Regions from separate parts of the Mus musculus genome. Here region 2 is linked to region 1. A link is a contact called in public HiChIP or PLAC-seq data. All regions are on one chromosome and are shown on one strand. The core of a region is the stretch at or near the end of the contact, and the rest is flanking DNA. Distances in the headings are between cores, read along the strand shown.

Region 1 (6,391 bases), core at 1,971-4,470:
TGGCAGGAAAATCTAAGAATTCTTTGCTCCATGCATCAAAGGCAACACAGTCCTTTCCAGAAGGCTTGAGTAGAATCCTTGTATTTTGGCTTCTGTCTTTTTCCTATTGCCTTATAAAGCAGATTCCAGCATTTGTGACTGGAGGTTCTGAGTGACAGAGAGGAAAAAAGAAAAGTTAGAGAAACATTTGTTTTCAAAAGTCATCAAAGCACTGAGAAGTTTACCCACAACTTTTACTGTGGAGACCGGGTTCTGTCATGTCTAACCTGAGTTCCCCTTGGCCTCTCTATCCTCTTATATCAAGCACGTTCCTGAGTGTGGGTTACAGGAGTGTGTCTGTATGTCCAGGTCCAGGCTGGCCTCAAACTCACAACTCTCTCCCCCCAACCTCTTGAATTTCCTCTTTCACACCCCCAGCCCCCAGAATTACAGACTGTACTGCCAGATCTGGTTCTGCACAATTTTTTAAGCTATGAATACATCATTGAAAAACTATTTGTAACATTACAAAGTAGACAAGCAGTGGTGGCACACGCCTTTGATCCCGGCACTCAGGAGGCAAAAGCAGGCAGATCTCTGTGAGTTCCAGGCCAGCCTGGTCTACAAGGGTGAGTTCCAGAACAGGACCACCAGAGAAATCCTTTCTTGAACTGCCCTCCCCTGTAAAAAGAAATAGACAAAGGAGAATAGAACATAGTGTCCACAGCAAGAATGTTTTGTTTTGTTTTTCCAGACTGAGCCTCACTGTATGGTCTGGCTATCCTAGAACTCACTATATACACTAGACTGGCCTCTAACTTACAGAAATCCATCTGCCCTTGCCTCCTTCTGGATGCTGGTATTAAAGGTATGCACCATCACTCCTGGCTGAAACTGTCTATAATAGAGATAGGTGTGTCCAATCTGTGGCCTACACACTGAATGCAGGGTCTTACGTAACCTAAGGTGGCTTCGAACTTGTGTAACTGAGGATGACTTTAAACTTACACTCCTTCTGCCTTCACCTCCCCAGAAATAGCATTAGAGGCTTGTGCCACCATGCTAGGTTTCACACGGTGCCTGAGATGGAACCCACGGTCTACCCAGTGACCTACAGCCCCAGTGGAGAGTTTGCAATTTCTATCGACTCTTATGTCCCCTTGAACAAGAAACTCAGCTGGTACCTATTAGTCAATATGTATTTAATGAATGAATATGTATTCATAAATACAAAGTGCTTTTTGGCCAGTCCTATAACCCCAGCACTCATGAAGCCCACTCAAGAGGTACCAGCCTGGGGTACATCATGAGAAATTACATCTCTCACCAAAAAAAAAGTTTGCAGAATACATATTAAATGAGGATGCTTCCATCACAGATGAGGTGGTCAGCGAAGATTTTGTCCTGGATAACTTAACTCACTTACATCCCAACCCTTCTCTTTGTGTGATATAACCAAAGGCAACAGAACACAAGATGAAATGGATGACGGAACCGAGAATCAAAGTTAGTCAGAACAGAAACTTTTAGAGAAGACCACGAAGTCCTTCATTTACATGGGGGAAAGAAAGAAAATTCAAGGTATTTAATTACAGCAGGGTGGAGAACTGCTTGATGAAGCAGTAGCTTTCTCTGGATGCCAGATGACCTCCGTAATGTAACCAGTCTTTCAGGACTCCCCACACCTGCTCACTCTGCTCCCAACATTGCAAAGGCCTTGGATACAATACATTCAGAAAGGTAGTTGTTTTCTTTCTTTTCTTTTTTTTTTTTTTCTAAAAGGAAAAAGAAATGAGAAGCTGGGGTAGGAAGCAAAGCAAACAGGAGAGGGGAGCTTTGAGGCTAATGCTTAGAGATCAGACATTTTTTTCCTCAAAGGGAACCTGTTTTTCAGAGGCGTCAAGAATAGTTCTCGGAGGACCTGGGGGGCACTCAGACAAAGCAGCACCCCCATCCCCTCCAGGAACCTTCTCAGTGCTATGTTTAGCAGCAGCTCCTCTCAAGCCAAGCCTGCCCATTATCAAAACAGCCTTTTTATCCTCAGGGATAAAACACTAGTCACTGCTCCCCACAGGGAGGACGTTAAAGCTGTGCACAGAGATGGCAGGAGTAGGGGCATGCGGTCAGCAGAACCTGACTCACAGGGGGACATACTGTGACCCCTGCAGTGGAACATGCTGGGACTGTTGGGACAGGGCCCAGTGGTGTGTCTGCCAGGAAGACACAGGTGTCCCTGTCTAGGTACCTGCTGGGTGGTCAAGGGTTACTGCTGAGTTCCCGCCAGGACATGCAAAGGCTCGGCACAGTCCAGCAGTTCTCCTGCACCGACCCAAGACAGCCTTCATATTCTGTCAAAAGTGCTCGAAAATTCCAGTTCCTGTGTTAGGTGTGCCTGCCATCCCAACCAAAGTTAGGCTGAGACAGGAGGTTCAAAAGCCCAAGGCCAGCCTGGTATAATTTGGTGGGACTTTAATTTTGTTTGCTCATTTGTTTTGTTTTGTTTTAGAAAAGGTCTAGCTATGTAGCCCTGCCTGTCCCGGAACTCATGTAAACAAGGCTGACCTCTGACTCAGAGAGACCTGCCTCTGTTTCCTTAGGGCGGTGAATAAAGTCATGGGCCACTATGCCTAGCTGAGATCATATTTTGGAAAGAAATTCTTAAAAAGAAAATAGCTAGGGCTGGAGAGATGGCTCAGCGGTTAAGAGCACTGACTGCTCTTCCAGAGGTCCTGAGTTCAAATCCCCCCAACCATATGGTGGCTCACAACCATCTGTAATGGGATTTGATGCCCTCTTCTGGTGTGTCTGGAGACAGCGACATTGGACTCACATAAAATAAATAAAACAAATCTTTTTTTTTTTTTAAAGAAGAAAAAGAAAATAGCTTTTTAAATCTACGCACATACAAGAAATCAGAATTACACTCAGCGGATCACAACAAGCAAACACACCCACAAGAATCAAATCAAGGCCACGAAAATGGGACGGGGTTGGGAGAACGAAGGACTCGTACATAGGCAGTAAATTGTCAAGTAATAATAAAAGTGCGAAGGAAGAGAGAGCAGAGGACGAGGGAGGGAGAAAGACAAACGTTAAGAGAAAAAGAAAAGAGAAAGAAAACCTACGACGGTACGAAAACACAATCGGCTCGCAGAACCAGAGGCCAAAGACAATAATTTCCGGCCTCCCGCTACTTTTTCCGTCGGAAGTCGCCTCCGTCGCGGGCACTGATGACGCCATGGACGCGCCGGAAGTCTTGGGGAGCGCTCCGCTGGGGTCCGCCGGCAGCGGCGGACGGTTGGCCCGGTTTGGGGTAAGGCGGCTCCGGAAGGCTCTGTGACACCCCGGCTGGGCGGCGGCCGTCGGGACCCCGTGTTTGAGTGAGAGCACAGTCCTCTCCGAGCCCCCTGCATCCCGCTCGCTGTGTCCCCTCCTCTTCCAGTCGTTGTCCGGGCTCCGGACGTAGTTGCCGTCTCCCAGCCTGCTTCCGAGCCTCCCTTGTCTCCTCTGAGCCTGATGCGTCCGGGATCTGGTTGTGGGATGGGCTCCATTCACCACTGCCCTTCCCTGGTTCCCCGCAGCTGCAGATTCTGTGACCTCAAGCATGCAAGGGCCTTGAATAATGTACCCGGAAAGTGTCCAGCAAAGGGAAACGACTGGGGCCCTACCCCATGTGGACAACCTCACCATGCGTCTGGACCCCGGTGTGGGCGCCTCAGTGATAGGCGTAGTGACAGTGACAGTGACAGCTAGAGGGATGATAGACCCCCAAACTAGTGGACTTTGAAGTTTTCTTCCCAGGTCAGCAGCGGTACAGCATCCTCTACTTCTGAATGCCTTTCACAGTGCACTCTGCCATGGAGACTTATTCAGCAGTATGTAAGTGTTGCGTTTGATTGTCTCCGCAGCCGGTTCCAGCCTCCTGGAACAACCATGTCGCCAGTTTTGCGCGTGCCAAATTCACGGCGCTGCCCAAGCGGAGCTGCTATCTGAATTCTCCTTGGATGTGGCAAAGGGAAATGAACGCAAAAGGTGCCGCTGGAAGTGTCCGACCTAGAGAAATATGTAGACCGGAGCCCTGTTACCTTGTGAGAATGGCATTTTTTTGTTTGTTTCCTTTTTGTTAATAGTTTCTGTTTTGATTCTCTGCGTTGGAATTTTGGTCCAGAATCCTGCCTCGTAAAGCCAATGTCAGTGTTCCCAGTTTCTTAACACGGGCTTTTTATATTTCATCATTCTGGTCTGGAGGGTGATGGGTGACATCATGACCACTGACCTGTTAAATATGCCCAAGTTTGGGTGTGGGACCCTGACTACCTCTAGGAGTTGCTCATTCTGATGAGGTCGGCGCAGGTTCTTTTGCAGGACTTTATCAGTATCCATGTGAATATTTAAAGATGTAAAAGGGTGTATTGCTGGGTGTGGTGGTGCACTTCTGGAATCCCAACCCTTTGAAAGCTGAGACAGGAGAATTCTGAGTTCCAAACTAGCCTGGCCTGCATAGTCAGATCCTGTCTCAAAAAACAAGGGGTTGGTGGGCTGGGAGCTCGCTCGGTGAGTGAGGGTGCTTGCTGTGCAAGCACAAAGTCCTGAGCTTGGATCCCCAGCACCAACGTGAGTGTGCTTTAATGCATGTCAGCCTCGCCACAAAACGTTGAGCTCCAGGTCCGAGCTACAGATCCCAGAGGCTCTCAGTCTTCCTAATGCTGTGACCTCTTAATACAGTTCTTCATGTTGTGGGGACCCTCGGCCATAAAGTTACTTTCCTTGCTACTTCACACGTGTGATTTTGCTTCTGTTACAAATCCTAATGTAAAGGTCTATCTATGCTTCTGGTTTGGCAGTGCAGATCTACAGTCCAGCATGGGGGAGGGGGACAGTAGGCTCTGTTGGGCTTGCTGGCCAGTCAGTCTAGCTGAGCTTGTGAGCTATAGGTTCAGAGAGGATAGGTTCAGAGAGGGAGCACATCATACAAGCTGTGGTAAGGGGCTGGGGTGGTGGCTATCTTATAGATTGCTTGCCCAGCATACGTGACATGAAGTCCTAGGTTCAATTCTCAATATTGATGGGGGTGGGGTGGGAAGGAACCCACTAGACTTGAGGTTGTCTTGACCAATACTTTGTATGGAGAGCTAGCTTAGCGAAGTACTTGTCTTGCAAGTGTGAAGACCAGAGTTCAAATCTCCAGAACATATGTCGAAGCCTGATGTAGCAGTATGTGCCTATGTAATCCCAGTTTTCCCACTGTGAACTGGGAGAGTCCTCAGAAACACACAGGCCAGCTAGCCTGGTGGACACCATGGAGAGCAAGCAAGAAACCCTGTCTCAAACAAGGTGGAGGGTGAGGACTAACACCAGAGGTTGTCTTCTGACTGCCACATACACCTTAGGGTATATATCAACACACACACACACAAATTCTCAGAAACTAAAAGTAAGTCTGGGGGCTGGTGAGATGGCTCAGTGGGTAAGAGCACCCGACTGCTCTTCCAAAGGTCCAGAGTTCAAATCCCAGCAACCACATGGTGGCTCACAACCATCTGTAACAAGATCTGACTCCCTCTTCTGGAGTGTCTGAAGACAGCTACAGTGTACTTACATGTAATGGATAAGTGAATCTTTTAAAAAAAAAAAAAAGTAAGTCTGGGCATGGTTACACACACCTTTAATCCTGGTACTTGTGATGCAGAGTCAGGTGGATCTCTATTGAGGCCAGCTTGCTCTATGTTGTGAGACCTTATGTCATATAACAACAAAATAATAGCCAAGCCCCTGTGCTAGTGAGATGTCTCACTGGGGAAGGGCGTCGGCTGCCGTGCCTGAAGAACCTGTGTTCGAACCCCAGGACTCATACGGTGGAAGGAGAGAAACAACTCTTAAAAGTTGTCACACACACACACACACACATACACACACACACACACACACACTGTGTGCTGTGGTACTCACATATGCACAGAGACAAGTAAATAGAATGTAATTTAAAATGAAGGGGAGCATGATTGAGGAAGATACCCTATCTCAACCTCTGGATCAAGGCACACATGAACATGTCCATGCACACTTGCAGACACACGTGCACACACAGACATGTGCACACACTGCCTACAGACTAATGAAGGGATTTGTTCATCTTGAGGATGGCCTAATCCGAGTGTGAATCTCACCTGCAGGAGTGAGCCCAGGGCCGGAATACATGCTGGGAATAAATCCCTCAACAGCAGCTGCTCACGCCTGCCGTCTCTTCCTTCGCAGCCTCCAGCATGGACTTCCTGGTTCTCTTCTTGTTCTACTTGGCCTTCTTATTGATTTGTGTTGTCCTGATCTGCATCTTCACAAAAAGCCAGCGTTTGAAGGCCGTGGTCCTTGGAGGAGCACAGGTAGCACTGGTCCTTGGGTACTGCCCGGATGT
Region 2 (6,872 bases), core at 830-3,329, 1.4 Mb before region 1:
GGTGCTGGGAATTGAACCTGGGTCTTTTGGAAGAGTAGTCAATGCTCTTAACCACTGAGCCATCTCCCCAGCCCCTTGTTAAAAATATTTTAATATAGGCTTAGTACTATAGAAAAAGAGAGGTGGTTAGAAGAAAAAAATACGTATCTGTGTGGGAGTATGTGCTTCCTAAAGGAGAGCCATACAAAGTAGGGTATAACCAAGTGTGTGTCTAGACTCCTTGGGGAGAATAAGCAATTAATTTTCTTAGCATTAGCCATATCTACCATTTGGGTGGCTCTCATCTCAAAAGATTGATAGTATGAGCTAGAGAATCAACTGTCTGTAACTCCTCTTCCAAGGGACTCAATACCCTCTTCTGGCCTCTGTGGATGCCTGGAACTCAGGTATGCAACCACATGGTGGCTCACAATCATCTATAATGGGATCTGATGCCCTCTTCTGATGTGTCTGAAGACTGTGACAGTGTGCATTAGATGAATAAACCTTGTTTAAAATATCTTAAGTTTTTTACTAATGTTCATGTGTGTGATCATATATAAATATACACGATCTATATACAGATATGTAGGAATTCTTGCTTCTCTCCTAAGATGAGAGAATTCCTTACCCCTTCTTATGTTGCCAAGATTGTCGCTGCCTCTCCATCTTGCTTCAGTAGGAATATGAACCCTGAGGTGTCTGCCATCTGTGACCAAAAGGGATACAATTATACCAGCTTGCTAGCACCAGCAGACAGAATACCCTGCTTTCAAAAGGTCATAATGAACAAAAATCGGTGAAGGGGGTCAACAAGATGAGTTGGCAGGCTTGCAGCCCAGCCTCAGGACCCAAGTTTAATCCCTGAGACCCAAGTAGTAGAGGGGGAAACACTTCTCCTGCAGGTCATCTTCTGACCTCCACACATTCACCATAGCATGCATTCAACTCCACACATATACATACACACATGTACAGAGCTAGGTAGATGGATAAATAAGCATGAGCTGTCTACTGCGCAGAAAAATTAAATTAGCCCAAACAGGCCACTGCTAAAATGAATGAGGTTCTATTAGCCATAACCTATATTCTATCGCTGGGTCTGCTGAGCTTAGCAGTCGTTATTTTTATCAGAGAAGCTGCAACTACCTGCTGGTGACCTCCAAGACTTGTTTGTTGTTGAGGTTCCCTCATGGAAGAAGAATCGGAAAGATCACTCTCTGGACTCTCCTTTGTTCTCTCAGCTGCTCCCTCCTGAACCTCTCAGCCAGCTGTATGCAACTCTGCCCTCATTGTCTGTGGGCTCTGTGGCCCTGGGAAGTACTACAGTCTATAGATTGTAGAAGGTTAACAGAAGCTGGGGTGGGGAAGGGGTTGAGGGGGAACCGACCCCATGCAAAGAAAAACTTTGTCTGGACCTTGGTAGGAGGGAGGGGCCTGGTCGACCTCCTAAGAAGAAAATTATACAACGGCTACAAAGTGAGTTCTGGGCCAGCCTTAGATATGCAACAGAAAACCTGTCACAAGAAGCAAAAAAACAAAAAAACAAAAAACAAAATTAGTCAACAACAGCTAAGTCTGTGCATATATCCCCGAGGAACTGTGGATAGTTTGAATGTAGATGTTCTGGAAGTACAAAATGTATACCAAGTAGTGAAAATTTAGGACAGCGAAAGAGATTAAGGGCTAGGGAGAAGGCTTGGTGGGTTGTTTGCTGCGCTAGCTTTAGGACCTGAGTTCGAATCACAGCAACCTATGTAAAAGGCAAGCGGCGTGGTGAGCATCTGAGGCCCCGGCGCTGGGAGGGAATGGAGGTAGGCAGATTCCCGGGGCTCCTTGATCGTCGGTCTGTTAACTTGGTGAGCTAAAGGTTCAGTGAAGAGACCTTATCTCTGGAAAGATGGCTCTGGGACCTACGGAAGCACGATGCTTGGAGGGAGCATGCGCACCTGGTGAGGTAAGGATGGCCTCTGTGATCCCTAGAGGGGAGGGACTCTCGGGGAGGGCTGTGTGGGCGGAGGTGGCTGCAGGCGGGGACAGGCGAGCGCTGCGTCTCCACGCACAACCAGACGGAGCCGCCACTGCGGAGCTACAACCCAGCTCCCTGAGCATCCTCCCCGCGCCCCTCGGTATCCACGCTTCGCCATGGCCAAGGCCACCGACGTCCTCGTCTTCTGGTTCGCTTGCCTCCTGCTCTTGGGTCCGGCGAGGGTGGCGGCAGGTAAGTCAGAGCCTGCCTGGAGCTGTCCAGTACTGTCCAGAACCTAAGCTACCGAGATGACTCGGTGCGTTCTGCCCCTCTGCCCAGAAGTCACGCAGGCACTTGGGGTGTCTCCCTGCTCCCCTTCGATGCCTACCTCCATCACTCTGCCCTGGGAAGTGCATCCATCCCGATGCTCAAGACTGGTACTTACAAGGGGAGGAGCAGGGAGAATGGATGCATGCAGGGAAGCCCCGGTGGGCTGAGAGAGGCCATCGCGCCTCAGCCATCCCCAGGGGGAACCGCCCCCTTGCCTGCATGGGGTAGCGCTTTTGCTATAAGATGTAACCTTTTTCTAGAGATTTCTACCGTGATTACGTTGGCTAAGGGGTGGCACGGGTACTAGTCCACAGAGCCAGTCTGCCATTTCCTCCCTGGGAATGATTTTTTTTTTTTTAAAAAGGGGGGCTCCTGAGCCGACAGGTTTTTCCAAGGCTCACCAGGCACCCATCTCTCCGTGATGAAAAGAGCAACGCAACCTTCCTACCCCATTTTATGAATAATAAATGATCCGGATTCAAGAATTGTCTGAGACCGGTGAGCAGCTGTAAAAAGAAAAAGAAAAAAAAAAAGTCATTTTTCACAGCCCATTCAAAGAGTAGTGGGGGGAAGAGGGGGCCTGGCGTAGATTTGTGACAACAGCGGGAACCATGAAGTAAATTTAAATTAAAAAAAAAAAAAACAAAAACCTGCGTTTTTAGAATCAATTCGAGAATTCGAGGATTTTGTGGGAATTTTGCATTTTTAAAATCACCTGCAGCACCCCCCACCCTACCCCCACTCCCCACCCCCAACCCCTCTCCTAGAAATCCACCATAAAATTCATCTAGAAATGGACACCCTGGTCCATTAGGTTGTATGTGCCTAGAAGTTATGTGATTTAATTTCAAGAAATACACAAGTATATATATATATATTTATTTATTTGTATTTCAACACAGGATTTCTTTGTATAGCCCTGATTGTCCTGGAACTCATCTAGAAATGGACACCCTGGTCCATTAGGTTGTATGTGCCTTGAAGTTATGTGATTTAAATTATAAGGAACACACAACCATTTGTTTGTTTGTTTTGAGGCAGGGTTCCTCTGTGTAGCCCTGGCTGACCTGGAGCTCACTCTGTAGACCATCCTGGCTTTGAATCCAGAGATCCACCTACCTCAGGCTCCCAGTCACTGGGGTTAAGGCATGTGCCACCATGTCACACTCTATGATGTGACAAGGAATTGCCCAGGCTGGCCTCTAACGGGACCTCTCCAGCTTTCCCAGTGCTGGGATTATGCGTACCTGTCACCAATCCAGTCCCTTTTTTTTTTTTTTTTTTTTTTTTTTTGAGATGGGGACTTATATAGCCTAGGCTGGCCTAGAACTCGCTATGTAGCTAAGGATGGCTTTGAACTCATTATTTGTCCTCCTCACATCACCTCTTTAATCCCAGCACTTAGGAGGCAGAGACAAGTGGATTTTTGAGTTATTCAGACCATCAGAGGTGTGCTTGGCAAATATTTTTTTGACTGCCTGCACGAAAAGGCCTGCTATACGAAAAGGCCTCAGTAATCATTTTCTAGAATGTTCCACATGTATCATGGGAAAACAATGGAGCCTGGAAACCATGTAGGGAAACTGAGGCCATGTTGTTGAGGCCGTTGTCTCTGGTTCTAAGTCACTTGAAGGTATTTGTATGGGCTGCCCCTAAGCCCCTGCCTGGGTGGCTATGCTCTGTATGCACTGCCCCCAAGCCCCTGCCTAGGTGGCTGTGCTCTGTGTTCCTAGGCTGTGTATTCATCTGGGCTCCCAAACAGGAGAAATGATCTCAGGTGAGCACAATAGCAGGGGATGCACTGGGCCTGGTTCTTTCAGCCTCACGTGGTAGTGGTCTTCACTGTCCACTTTAGCCTGGATGTCCTGGATACTTCCCAAAGACTCGGAGGAAGAAGGGGAGTGTCACCTTGAAAGGGGTCCAGATTCCCACCCACCCCCTTTTAAAGACAGGGTCTCACGTAACCTCAGAGACTGTTTTCAAACACATACAGCTAAGGATGACCTTGAACTTCTAATCCTCCAGCTCCCACCTCCAGAGTTGTGGGATTATAGGCGTGCACCACCACACTTAGTTTGGGTGCAGGTCTCAGGGCAGCATGGGTTTTTAGGTAGTGATTCTGCTAATTGGGCTACACTCCCAGCCCCAGCTTCCAATCTGTTATTACTGTCTTGGATGTTTTTGCTATTGGTGGTGTTTTGTTTTAGTTTTGAGGCCGGTCTCATTAAATACCCCCAACTGGCACAGGATTCATTTATGCAGACCAAGCTAGCCTTGAACTCACAGAGATCTGCATATCTCTGCCTCCCAAGTACATTAAAGATATTCCCCATCATGCCCAGTGCAGCTTCTGTTTTTAATTTCTTTTTGATTTTTAAATTTATTCCGTTTGTGTGGATGCACATCTATCTGTGAATGCAATGTTCATATGTGTGTCAATGCCTGTAAAAGCTGGAAGAGGGCATTGGAGTCCCAGGATCCAGATCTGGAGTCATAGACAGGTGTGAGCTGTCCAATAGTAGTCGCCAGGAACTGAACCTAGGTCCTTTGAAAGAACCGCAAGGGTTCTTAACCACGGAGCCATCTCTCTAGCCCAGCTTCTGTCTTTTAAGGCCATTGTGGTCTCCTCCAGCCAGGGCTGGTGGGGGTTCCTATGAGCTGGGCCGCCATTTGCAACAACATCCTCAGCGGGGCTCTCCTTCTTCTCCAGCCAGCAGTTCCATTTCCATGGCAACAGATCTGCGTCAGCCCGATCTCACTGCAGATGCAGGATGGCAATTAACTTACACGGGCTTAGTGTCCCTGCCACCTTAGAGCCTCGATGGTCCTTGTTCTTCCTCAACTGGAGTAGGAGGAAGGAAGGGGGAGGAGGGGACTCAAGAGCCCTTGAGAAAAGGAAGATGCTGCCTGTCAACAAAAGGGAGGAATGATAGCCCCTGAGAATAACAATAGTAGCCCAAGCCTTTTGTATTACAGGCTTGCCTGGGTACTATACGCTATGACAAAAGGCTTTTGCTGCCAAAGCTGAAGACATGAATTTGAATTTGATTCCTGGAACCCATATATTAGATGGAAAAAAACCTGACCCCCTGCTTCATGCATACAAGTGTGCTCCTGCGTGTATACACACACACACACACACACACACACACACACACACGGTAAATAGATAAGTGTAAAGTACATGACAAAAGCAGATTAAGGAAGGGTTTGTTTCAGTCAGCTCACAATTCAAAAGTACAGTCAATCATATTGGGAAAGGAGGGCATGGCAGCAAGAGCCATGGCAACTGATAATCACTGCATCTCTGTGAGTTCAAGGCTAGCTCCGTCTACATAGGTCGTCCAGGACAATCAGGGCTACATAGAGGGAGATCTCGTCTCAAAATCAAAACTAAACCAAATCCCATCATGTTGACAATATGAACCCTCAACCCCCATGCCATTTTGGACGGCAGTGGTGGCCTGTGCCTTTAGTCTCTTGACTCAAACAGCTTTATAACGCAACAAATGAATTTGAAGAAAAGGAATTCATAATAGGAACACGGAGCCAAGGAACAGAAAGCGCTGAAGCCCAAGCCCCCAGTGGGAATCGAGAATGCTGTTGTAGGGTAAATGGACATTTGCAGATGGACCCCTCTCCTGGGTTTATGGAAGACTTCATCCAGTGTCCTGTGAAATCCCTCAGAGAGGGAGCATGCCCTTCAGTTATGGGTAACCCCAGCACCTGTGGGGGTGGGGCACACAGAAGGGTGAGCAGTCTTCTGGGACAGTGCCAGGCAGGTGGCCTGGACCTTATGCTACATTGTCCTCTCTGGGAGTCACGTGGCTCAGAAGTACCACCATACAGCTTGTGTGTGTGCACCGGTATGCTCAATGGTGCTCGTGCCCGCACGTGCGTGCAGGCGAAAGGCTGACCTGGGATGTCTTCCTCAGATTCTCTCCACCTCGGGCACTGCCTCATACTGACCATTAGCAACATATGGTTGGCATTAAACACTTGGGGTTTTGCTAATGTGACCTTGAGACTCGTTTCTTGGTTTTAACTCAATTTAAACAATAGAGAGTGGAGCTTGCTGATGCCATTAGGCTAACAGGTCGGCAAGCTCGAGAGATCCTCCTGTCCCCACTGCCCAGGTAGGTGCCTGGCTTATTGTTTTGTTATGTTTTTGGTCTTTTGAGACAGGGTTTCTCTATATAGCCCTGGTTATCCTGGTGTCCTGGAACTCACTCTGTAGGCCAGGCTGGGCTTGAACTCAAGACATCTGCCTGCCTTTGCCTCTGCCTCCCGAGTGCTGAGAGTAAAGGCCTGTGCCACCACTGCCTGGCCGAGCCTGGCTTTTTAAGTGGGTCTGAGGAATTGAACTCAGATTCTCATGCCTCTGCAGCAAGCACTCTTACCCACCGAGCTATGTCCCCAGCTCCTTATCACATATTAAGTACTTGGCTGCACACAGTAGAGAAGCATAGGACCTTTGTCCTCTGGGAATTAAAAGTACAGTCATTCCATTCCGTGTGCTGGTGGGTCAGTGACAGTGGTGTCCCCAGCCTGTCAGGAGAGCACTGAGGGGTCAGGAGGTGGAAAAGGCATTCTT

The links. HiChIP or PLAC-seq counts read pairs in DNA pulled down with a chosen protein or histone mark.
Region 2: a contact with region 1 is called in an H3K27ac HiChIP or PLAC-seq map of thymic regulatory T cells, with 8 times the contacts expected there. The contact joins the promoter of Tmem130 here to the promoter of Zdhhc4 in region 1. A contact is called at or near these places in 1 of 39 promoter capture datasets (liver), 3 of 484 Hi-C or Micro-C datasets (CD4 T cells, CD8 T cells and neutrophils), 3 of 115 datasets of contacts at active chromatin or transcription factors (double positive thymocytes, microglia and thymic regulatory T cells) and 2 of 9 other capture datasets (adipose tissue and liver).

Annotation. Positions count from the first base shown.
Region 1 is chr5:143,326,067-143,332,457 of GRCm38.p6, reverse strand. It overlaps Zdhhc4 (zinc finger, DHHC domain containing 4), which reads left to right and starts at 3,220. Exons shown (of 8, transcript NM_028379.5): 1 at 3,220-3,292; 2 at 3,888-4,067; 3 at 6,235-6,359. The coding sequence starts at 6,243. It overlaps 0610040B10Rik (RIKEN cDNA 0610040B10 gene), which reads right to left and starts at 3,150. Exons shown (of 2, transcript NR_027874.1): 1 at 3,105-3,150; 2 at 1-147.
Region 2 is chr5:144,756,785-144,763,656 of GRCm38.p6, reverse strand. It overlaps Tmem130 (transmembrane protein 130), which reads left to right and starts at 2,079. Exons shown (of 8, transcript NM_177735.4): 1 at 2,079-2,200. The coding sequence starts at 2,125. It overlaps Gm38739 (a long non-coding RNA gene), which reads right to left and starts at 2,042. Exons shown (of 3, transcript XR_868688.3): 1 at 1,129-2,042; 2 at 611-688.